Linked DNA regions of Mus musculus: region 2 is linked to region 1. The links are chromatin contacts, called in public Hi-C maps. All regions are on one chromosome and are shown on one strand. Each heading gives the region's core, a stretch centred on a gene start, on an enhancer-like site or on the middle of the called end of the contact. The rest is flanking DNA. Distances are from core to core; before and after follow the strand shown.

What was found. A called contact is a pair of places that touch in the nucleus more often than the background predicts.
Region 2: a Hi-C map of the N1E-115 cell line shows a contact between it and region 1, with 2.2 times the contacts expected there. The contact joins the promoter of Tmem150c here to the enhancer-like site in region 1. A contact is called at or near these places in 2 of 39 promoter capture datasets (embryonic stem cells and macrophages), 6 of 484 Hi-C or Micro-C datasets (the N1E-115 cell line, brain, cerebral cortex and 3 more), 3 of 115 datasets of contacts at active chromatin or transcription factors (embryonic stem cells and forebrain) and 2 of 9 other capture datasets (adipose tissue and pancreatic islet).

Annotation. Positions count from the first base shown.
Region 1 is chr5:100,111,876-100,115,703 of GRCm38.p6, forward strand. The region is part of intron 1 of Tmem150c (transmembrane protein 150C); the gene reads right to left. It overlaps Gm36167 (a long non-coding RNA gene), which reads left to right. Exons shown (of 4, transcript XR_880476.3): 4 at 1-3,786. Among named protein-coding and RNA genes, the nearest start is that of Gm36167, 4.0 kb to the left of the region's middle. Within about 2 kb of position 2,131, at least 6 of the 459 cell types and tissues checked have an H3K27ac peak or open chromatin away from gene starts, as enhancers often do. A contact at or near this core is called in the N1E-115 cell line, where this site is marked.
Region 2 is chr5:100,157,499-100,161,326 of GRCm38.p6, forward strand. It overlaps Tmem150c (transmembrane protein 150C), which reads right to left and starts at 1,783. Exons shown (of 8, transcript NM_001382851.1): 1 at 1,721-1,783.

The sequences.
Region 1 (3,828 bases), core at 881-3,380:
AGCTAGAAATAAAGTGCAGTAGCTGCATGACTGTACGGCTGCATGGCCACACAGCAGCATGGGTGCATGGATGCACAGTAGCACTGATGCATGGCTTCATGGCCGCATGGCTGCACGGTTGCATGGCTGCATGGTTGCACAGTTGGATGGTTGCATGGCTGCAAGGCCACACAGCAGCATGGCTGCACGGCTGCACAGTTGCATGGCCACACAGCAGCATGGCTGCATGACTGCACAGCAGCATGGCTACATGGCCACACGGCCGCATAGCAGCATGGTTGCATTTGATCCCCAGTGGCTGGGCCTGCTTGGGAAGATTACAGAACCTTTAGGAGGAAGACCCTTGCTGGAGGAATTCTGTCACTGGGGGTAGACTCTAAAGTTTTAGATAGCCTGTTCTTTCTCTTACTTCCTGTGTGTAGACAAAAAAAATGTGATCAACAGCTGCTTGTTCCTTCCTCTGCCACAACCCTCTGCCTCTAGACCTGTACGCCAAAAGTAAGCACCTCTCTCCTCGAAGTTGCTTTTGGTCATGTATTTTATCCGAGCAACAGAAAAGCACCTAATTCAAACCCTAAGAATGGAAGCCAGCGATGTGAACAGATGCATGTAAACGCACACTTAGAGCAGCAGCATTCCCAGCAGCCTAAGACAGAAACAAGCCGAGTGCCTGCCCATCAGTGGGCGAAAAAGTTTGGCACTTTACATACAATGGAATATTACGTAGCTTTGGAGGGGGGCAGACATGGTGGCTCCCATCTGCAATCCCAGCACTCAAGGGTTGTCACAAGTGCAAGGCCAGCCATAAAAAGGGAATTCTGACAAATGCCATTTAATGAACATAAGACAGTGCTGTGTGGTCTCACTTATGGAGACCAAAGTGGCTCAACCAACAGAGACGGCAGGATGGACAGAAAGCAGGTGCTAGCTCTGGGGTGGACTTGGAATGGATGCTTGTATTTCGTGAGTACAGTAAGTCTCCACCTGGAAGTTATGGTTTCTGGGTAACACACTGCCCTTTCTGCCTGGGTAGATGTGATTCTTTCATAGTCTTATTACTGTGTGATTATAATGTGTGTGTGTGTGCATATATTCATGTATGTATATGTTTGTGTGTATGTATAGTATATGTGTGTATACTGCATGTATGTATGTTTGTGTGTGCATAATGTGTGTATGTGTATATATATGTATATAATATGAATGTATAATGTACATACGTGATGTGTATGTATGTGTGATGTGTGTGCATGTATGTGCATGTGTATATATAATGTGCGTGAGTGTACATGTTACTTATGCATAATGTGTGTGTATATATAATGTGTGTATATGTATGTGTGATATTTGTGAATGTCTGCATATGTGCATGCACATGTGAGTATACATCCTCTCTGTGTGTGTGTGTGTGTGTGTGTGATTGTGTATGTGTTCAGAGGATCAAACTCAGGTTGGAGTGCTTGCATGCAGTCTTACACACTATAAACTAAATGGCAGGTTACCCACCTTCTACACTCACACATGCCTTCCAGTTACAGTGGTGGAGCACTGTAGGAAATGGAGATTTTCTGGGAGCCAGGAAAGAGCTGGTGGTGGCAGATTACCAGCTGTCTATGAAAGTCAACGTCCCCTTCTTCCCCTGTGTGAGCAGAAGATCTGGGCACACAGCTGTCCCACTTATGGCAACCCAGTTCCTCTGGGCTGCGGCACAGCTAATGATTAATTTCTTACCAATGGGACATGAACAGGAGGGATTGCCTCTGATCTAAAACAACAGCGACCCTGCACATTCACAACGCTGCAGATGGCCTAGCTGTTATCAGAACCTCCTCTCCCACTGATTCGTAACACCCACCCTCTGTTACATAAATTAAAAAGACAAACAAGCCTTCCATGTTTTAAAGCCATCTTGTCTTTAGATTCTTGTTGCCACAGCGGAATCTTTTCTTCTGTGGCTAATTAGTATATGTAGATGCTGAAGTCCAAACGGCAAAGCCATTGTTCATAAGCTACTGGAAACATCCTATGATCCTTAGGTGACAGTGACATACATAACCTTGCCCTGGGAATTAGGTGATACCCAGGAGACCAGAGTGACCGTGTTTCCCCCAGTCCATGGGAGAGCTGAGGCCAGAGGACGGTGTCCTGACTTTAAAATGGCTAATCTTTCCTACGTATGTAAAAATTTCCAGTTTTCTCTCCCTTGAGAGAGGATTTCATCTAGTCCTGGATGGTTTTAAACTTGCTACATCGTCAGGATGTCCCTGAACTCCTGATCCTCCTGCCTCCACTTCCAAAGTCCTGAAATTACAGGCACACACCACCAGCCCTGGATTCTGTGGTGCTGGGGATTAAACAAAGGTTCCTGCTAGACAAGCCCTCCATCGACTGAGATACCCCCTCAGCCCCATCCTCACAGAGCTTTCATAGATGCACAAATCTAATCCCTACTTGTCAAATACTTCCTGAAGGACTCAAGCCTCCTCTGAGGCAGGGGAAAGCCTGGGTTTTGTCACTGATGTGATTTGTCGATGGTGATGTGATTGTTTGGGGACAGTTCTGAAGTCTATTTGCTTGCCCTTTGGTGTGCAATTATTTCATGTATCTGCCTATTCCAAAGGCAATAAACAACAACAAAAAAGCCATACAATAGTCTGACCGCAAGCCGCCATGTGTGCCCTGGTCCCCAGCTGCGAGACTGCACAACAGCAGCCTCTCTGACACGCCGTGTCAGCTCTGAGCTCTAGAACAAGATTGAGCCCACGAGATGCAGGCTCTCTCTTGCCTAGGCTCTGACATCAATACTTAGTTCAGTGAAGGGAAAACAAGCAAACCTGAAACAAATCAAAGCAAAACAAGAAATGTTCCAGCCAAGTCTCCAGGGACAGAAAACTCCCAGGAACTCCAGGAGATAAAGATCTGACAGGCAAACAGGTTGAAGCTTGCCTGGCTAGTGGGAGAATCCTGACCCTGAGCAAGGAGCAGGACCAGCCATCCCTGACCACTGACGGTGGAGCTCCTTGTCAATCAGCTGCCAGCTTCTTGGTGGATAGTGCTACAAATGCAAAGAAACTGATGATTATTCTTCTACATCCCATTGTATGGACCTCAGGCTAGAGCAAGGGCCACGAGTGTGACCTGGATCAGTGGGGTGATGCATTTTGCTTAACCTTACTAAGCCTCAGTTTTCTCATCACAGCATGGGGTTCATATAGTACCTACTTCTTTGGGTTGCAGTTAAGACTAAGATTTAACCTATCAGTGACATACATGTGCTCTTCCTAACTGGAAAATACACACACACACACACACACACACACACACACACACACACACACGTAATATATATAAATAATTCTTTAAGAAGTCTCTTGGAGATCATTTTATGCCAATGACTTCTCCTGAAGGACAGAAAGCACGTGAAATATACCACCAGAGGTTGTTGGTGCGCAGAGGGTACAGGAGCATGCTGTACGTCATCCGGCATCCTTCCTTCAGCAAGAACTAATCAAAAACTGAACTCACGTCCCCTGAACCCAAGCAGAACGACTCCATCAGCAGAATGGCAACCATCAGAAGCGGGAGCTGATGGAGTGTAGTTAGCTGCCCAGGACCTGATCTTCCAAAGCCAGTGGTCGCTCCACATTTGGTAAATGCTCACTTCCTTCATGCAGATTCTTCCACCATGTAGTACCCTGTATAAAAGCAATCTGGGCAGTCTTTGGATGGCCTTTTCTTCAGTCTCTGCTCCACTCTTTGACCCTACATTGTCCCACCTGGGGATCCATCCCATATTCAGACACCAAACCCAGACACTATTGAGGATGC
Region 2 (3,828 bases), core at 533-3,032, 45 kb after region 1:
AAGTAAACCAAACAGACTTTATTCAGTTAACCTGCAGATCGCAATAAGCATGCATTTTCCCCCCAAACTCTTTATGTTTGACCAGTGTCATAACATCTGTCAATTATTACTAATGCTAGCAAAACTTCCTTACCCTTTTATTTACTATATCCAGTTTGTCAGCTTCCAACTTGGGAGGCTTGCAAAAAACATTTAAGTAATTTGTACATCAAGGGCAAACCATTAAAATCCCCATGCTTATGCCAAGAAAATTAAATTCACACTTCTAGTTCATTAAGAGATGACAGTTGCTGGGCATGGTGGTGCGTGCCTTTAATCCCAGTACTCAGAGGCAGAGGCAGGTGGATCTCTGCGAATTCCAGGCCAGCCTGGTCTATATAGAAAGTTCCAGGACAGCCAGAGCTACATAATAGAGAGACCTTGCCTCAGGTGGGTCAGTAGTGGGGTGAGTGGGGAGGGAGGGAGGGAGACAGAGACAGAGAAAAGGTGGGGAGGAGCAGAGGGAGAGGGAGAAGGAGGCCAAGAGAGGGGGAGAGAGAGAGCTCGTGCACAGCTATGGTTACTTTGGAAGCAGGGTTTTCTCCAGGACATGTGTAAGAAAAAGTTAGGTATCTGCCCCAAGTTGAGATTGTAAAATTATTCATTTTGCATCTATTAACGTGTATGCGCCTAACGGTCTACCCTCAACACGGGACATTTTATGTGGGTCAGCTTACTAACTGCTACCATGGACTTCATACACTCACATTCGCCTACCCTTTTTATTAACTGCAGCCCAGAATGGAGTTACAGTCGTGCATTATTAAAATCTGTCTTCGATTCAAGCAGAGAATTGAAGAAGCAGAAACTAATATCGCCCTTTCGGCGGTGTTACTGTAATAGATCTAAGAAGTGCTTTATTCTGTCTTGCCTTTTAAATGCATCCGTGCATTTCGGTTCCCTATCAGGACCATGTATGTCGGAGGTCAGCCTGGGATCGCCCAGGGGGGTTGGCTGGCTTCCATTCACCTGGGCTCTGTTCTCACGTTGGCAATCACCACCCTGGCTCAGCCCTGAAAGATCTGGTCGGAAAAACCGCGACCAAAAGACCAGCAAAGTGCTTAGGGTATAATAAAGTGCCATGGGGGTCAGGGGTGGACAGAGAGGGATGAATGGAGGGCGGGTGGGGAGGAAGGAACATGAATTTCAACTGGGAAACCCCTTATTCCCTCTTTGATTCATTTAAGGAGGGGGAAAACCACTCAGCGAAGGCTCTCTCCATAACCCAAGAATGTCGACTTTTGAAAATTATTATGACCGTGGATAACCATAGCGCCTCGTGCACCGCGACCCGTACCCCACCCCCGCACTCCCCCTGGTTAAGCCCGAAATCCTGGATTCTTCCCAGGAACGCGCGCCCAGTAGGGCGGCCGCGGGGCTGCGCTCAGGGCACCGCAAGTTAGCGCCGGGGCCGGCAGGCTGGGCTCCGCCGCTCCTCCCCGGACCCCACCCGCGGTGGTGGGACACCTGTCACTGGGCGGGGCGGGGGGCCGCAGGCGACACTGCGGCGGCGGCGAGCGGGACGGGCGCGCCGCGGAGCTGCACCGCCCGCCTCGGGCTCGGGAGTACGCGCCCGGGGGCTGGGGAGGCACCGCGGCCGCCCGGGTGGGGTCCTCGCTGGGTCGGGAGCAGGACGAGCAGGGCATCAGGGGCCAGGGGCGGATGAGGGCGCCGCGCCTACCTGCTCCGGGCGGCGGCGGCTCGCGGGCCGTGACCTGCGGCGGCAGCGGCGGCGGTGGCAGTCGCGGTGGGGAGGGCGCTTCCTTCAGGAAGGGGTGGGATCTGCCCGCCCGCCCCCTCCCGCCGCAACGCGGCCCGTCCCCGACTTACTCCGGGGTCCCCGTCGCGGGGCTTCGGGTGGACAGCAGAGCTCTGAGGTCCCGTCTTGTACCTCCCCCCCTCCCCCCCCCCGTCCCCGGTTCCCTCACCGTCACCCGGGGCTGCGGCTGCGGGCGGACGGTCCAATCGCCTCCTTCCTAAGCCAAGGTGGACGCGCTTGCCTGGCGCTCCTCACCCAACAAAAGGCAGGACGGGATCCGGGATCCTCCGCCTGCTGGTTATTTATTCCTGACCTGTTGTAACCTTCTTACCGGCTCCCTTCTGTCCACACACCAAGGACTTTGCATACAGCAGCTAAAATTCACTTTCAGGCCCACGAGCCCAGCGTAGTTCTCCACCACCCGCTGCCCTCCCGTGGTTTTCTTTCATCTTACTGAGCAGACACAGGGCTAACTTCTGACCCTGATAATGGACGGAGGACTTCAAGGCCGCTCCCCTACAGCCAAACTTGCTCATTTCCCCTGTGTGTGTGTGTGTGTGTGTGTATGTTCATAAGACACTACTCAGCATTTTAGTAGCAGCCCCACCCCAGACCCCAACTTTTGTCACTGCACTGACCCCTAAGCAGCACAGCCCAGAGTCATGTTAATCTTAAATTCTTCATTAACTTACTTGACTGGCCTGCTATGCCTGGTAGGGTCGCCTGGATCAATCCACCACACCCATCTACTTAAAACCATTGCCTCTCAAAGCACAAGTTTCTAAGTTTCTAAGCTCCCTCCTCAACTCAACCTATACAAAATCTCTGCCACTGGCTTCTAGAATGCTCTCTTCTCCATGGCGCTTGTCATTATCTACGCATGTGTTGATTTCTGGCCACTGTTCTGTTTTGACTACTAGACCGTTCGATTCTTGAGGTCTTACGGCTTTCTGTTTACCATATATTAAGGAATGGGACTTTGATTTATTCAATTAAGTTAATTCAAAAGTTAATTCTAGTATAGAACCCCCTGAAAGCACGTGCTGAGTGGTGAGGGGCGTTTTCTGAAGAGAGTTAACTTTGTTTTTTTCAGACTCTCCAGGTGGCCTGTGAGGTTAAAAATTGCTTGAGGCCCAGCCTGAGCCCCAGTCTGAGGATTATACTCCTACTTCTTGTCCCCTTATGGGATGCCCAGGCTGGCTATTAAGACTGCATTGGAACCATGAGTTAATCTGGTATGCATGGGGTGGGGGTGGGGTACCACTGATCCTTGCTGCTGCTGCTGCTGCTAAGAGTTATGAACACAACATTATTGGGAGTTTGGGGCCTGGGGTGGGAGGCGTTATTAAAACGCCAATTCGTACATTTTTATGACTACCTGACCAAGAAAGGAGAGGAAAAGAGTAAGCTGACCGTGGGAGAGTAGGTAGAGAATCCCCGAGAGTTTCTCCCGCTTCAGCCTCCCAGGCGCTGAGGTTCCAGGGGTGCTCAACCCGATCTACTTCTGTCGCTCGCTCACTTCTTTTTAAGTTGACTGGAAGAGTCCTCTAGCTAGACATTTTTTTTTCTGATTCATTCTTTTAAAAGCCATTTATTTTTAATTACGTGTCTATTAGAGTGCCTGTGCATGTGAGTGCAGCAGCCTTTGGAACCCAGAGGCATCCATAAACCCCCAGCCCCAGAACTGGAGGCATGGCGGGTTGTGATCCACCTGATATGGGTGCTGGGGACTGAACTTAGGTCGTTTTCTAGAGCAGTGCAGGCCCTTAGCGACTGAGCCTTCTCTCCAGCCCCTCTAGTTTATTCTTCTGTGTGTGTGCACATGTGCATGGGTACATGTGTACATTTGTGCGATGGGGGTTGTGCTCAGGGCTTGCTAGGCAGACACTCTACCACTGACCTACATTCACAGACTCCTGTTTTATATCATCTAGATCCAGCCAAAGTGGTTCCTTTTAATTTGCATATGAGACCCACCCATGGAACTTAAAAAGAAGCACAAAGGCCCATCCTAGCTCCCTGGAGTCAGT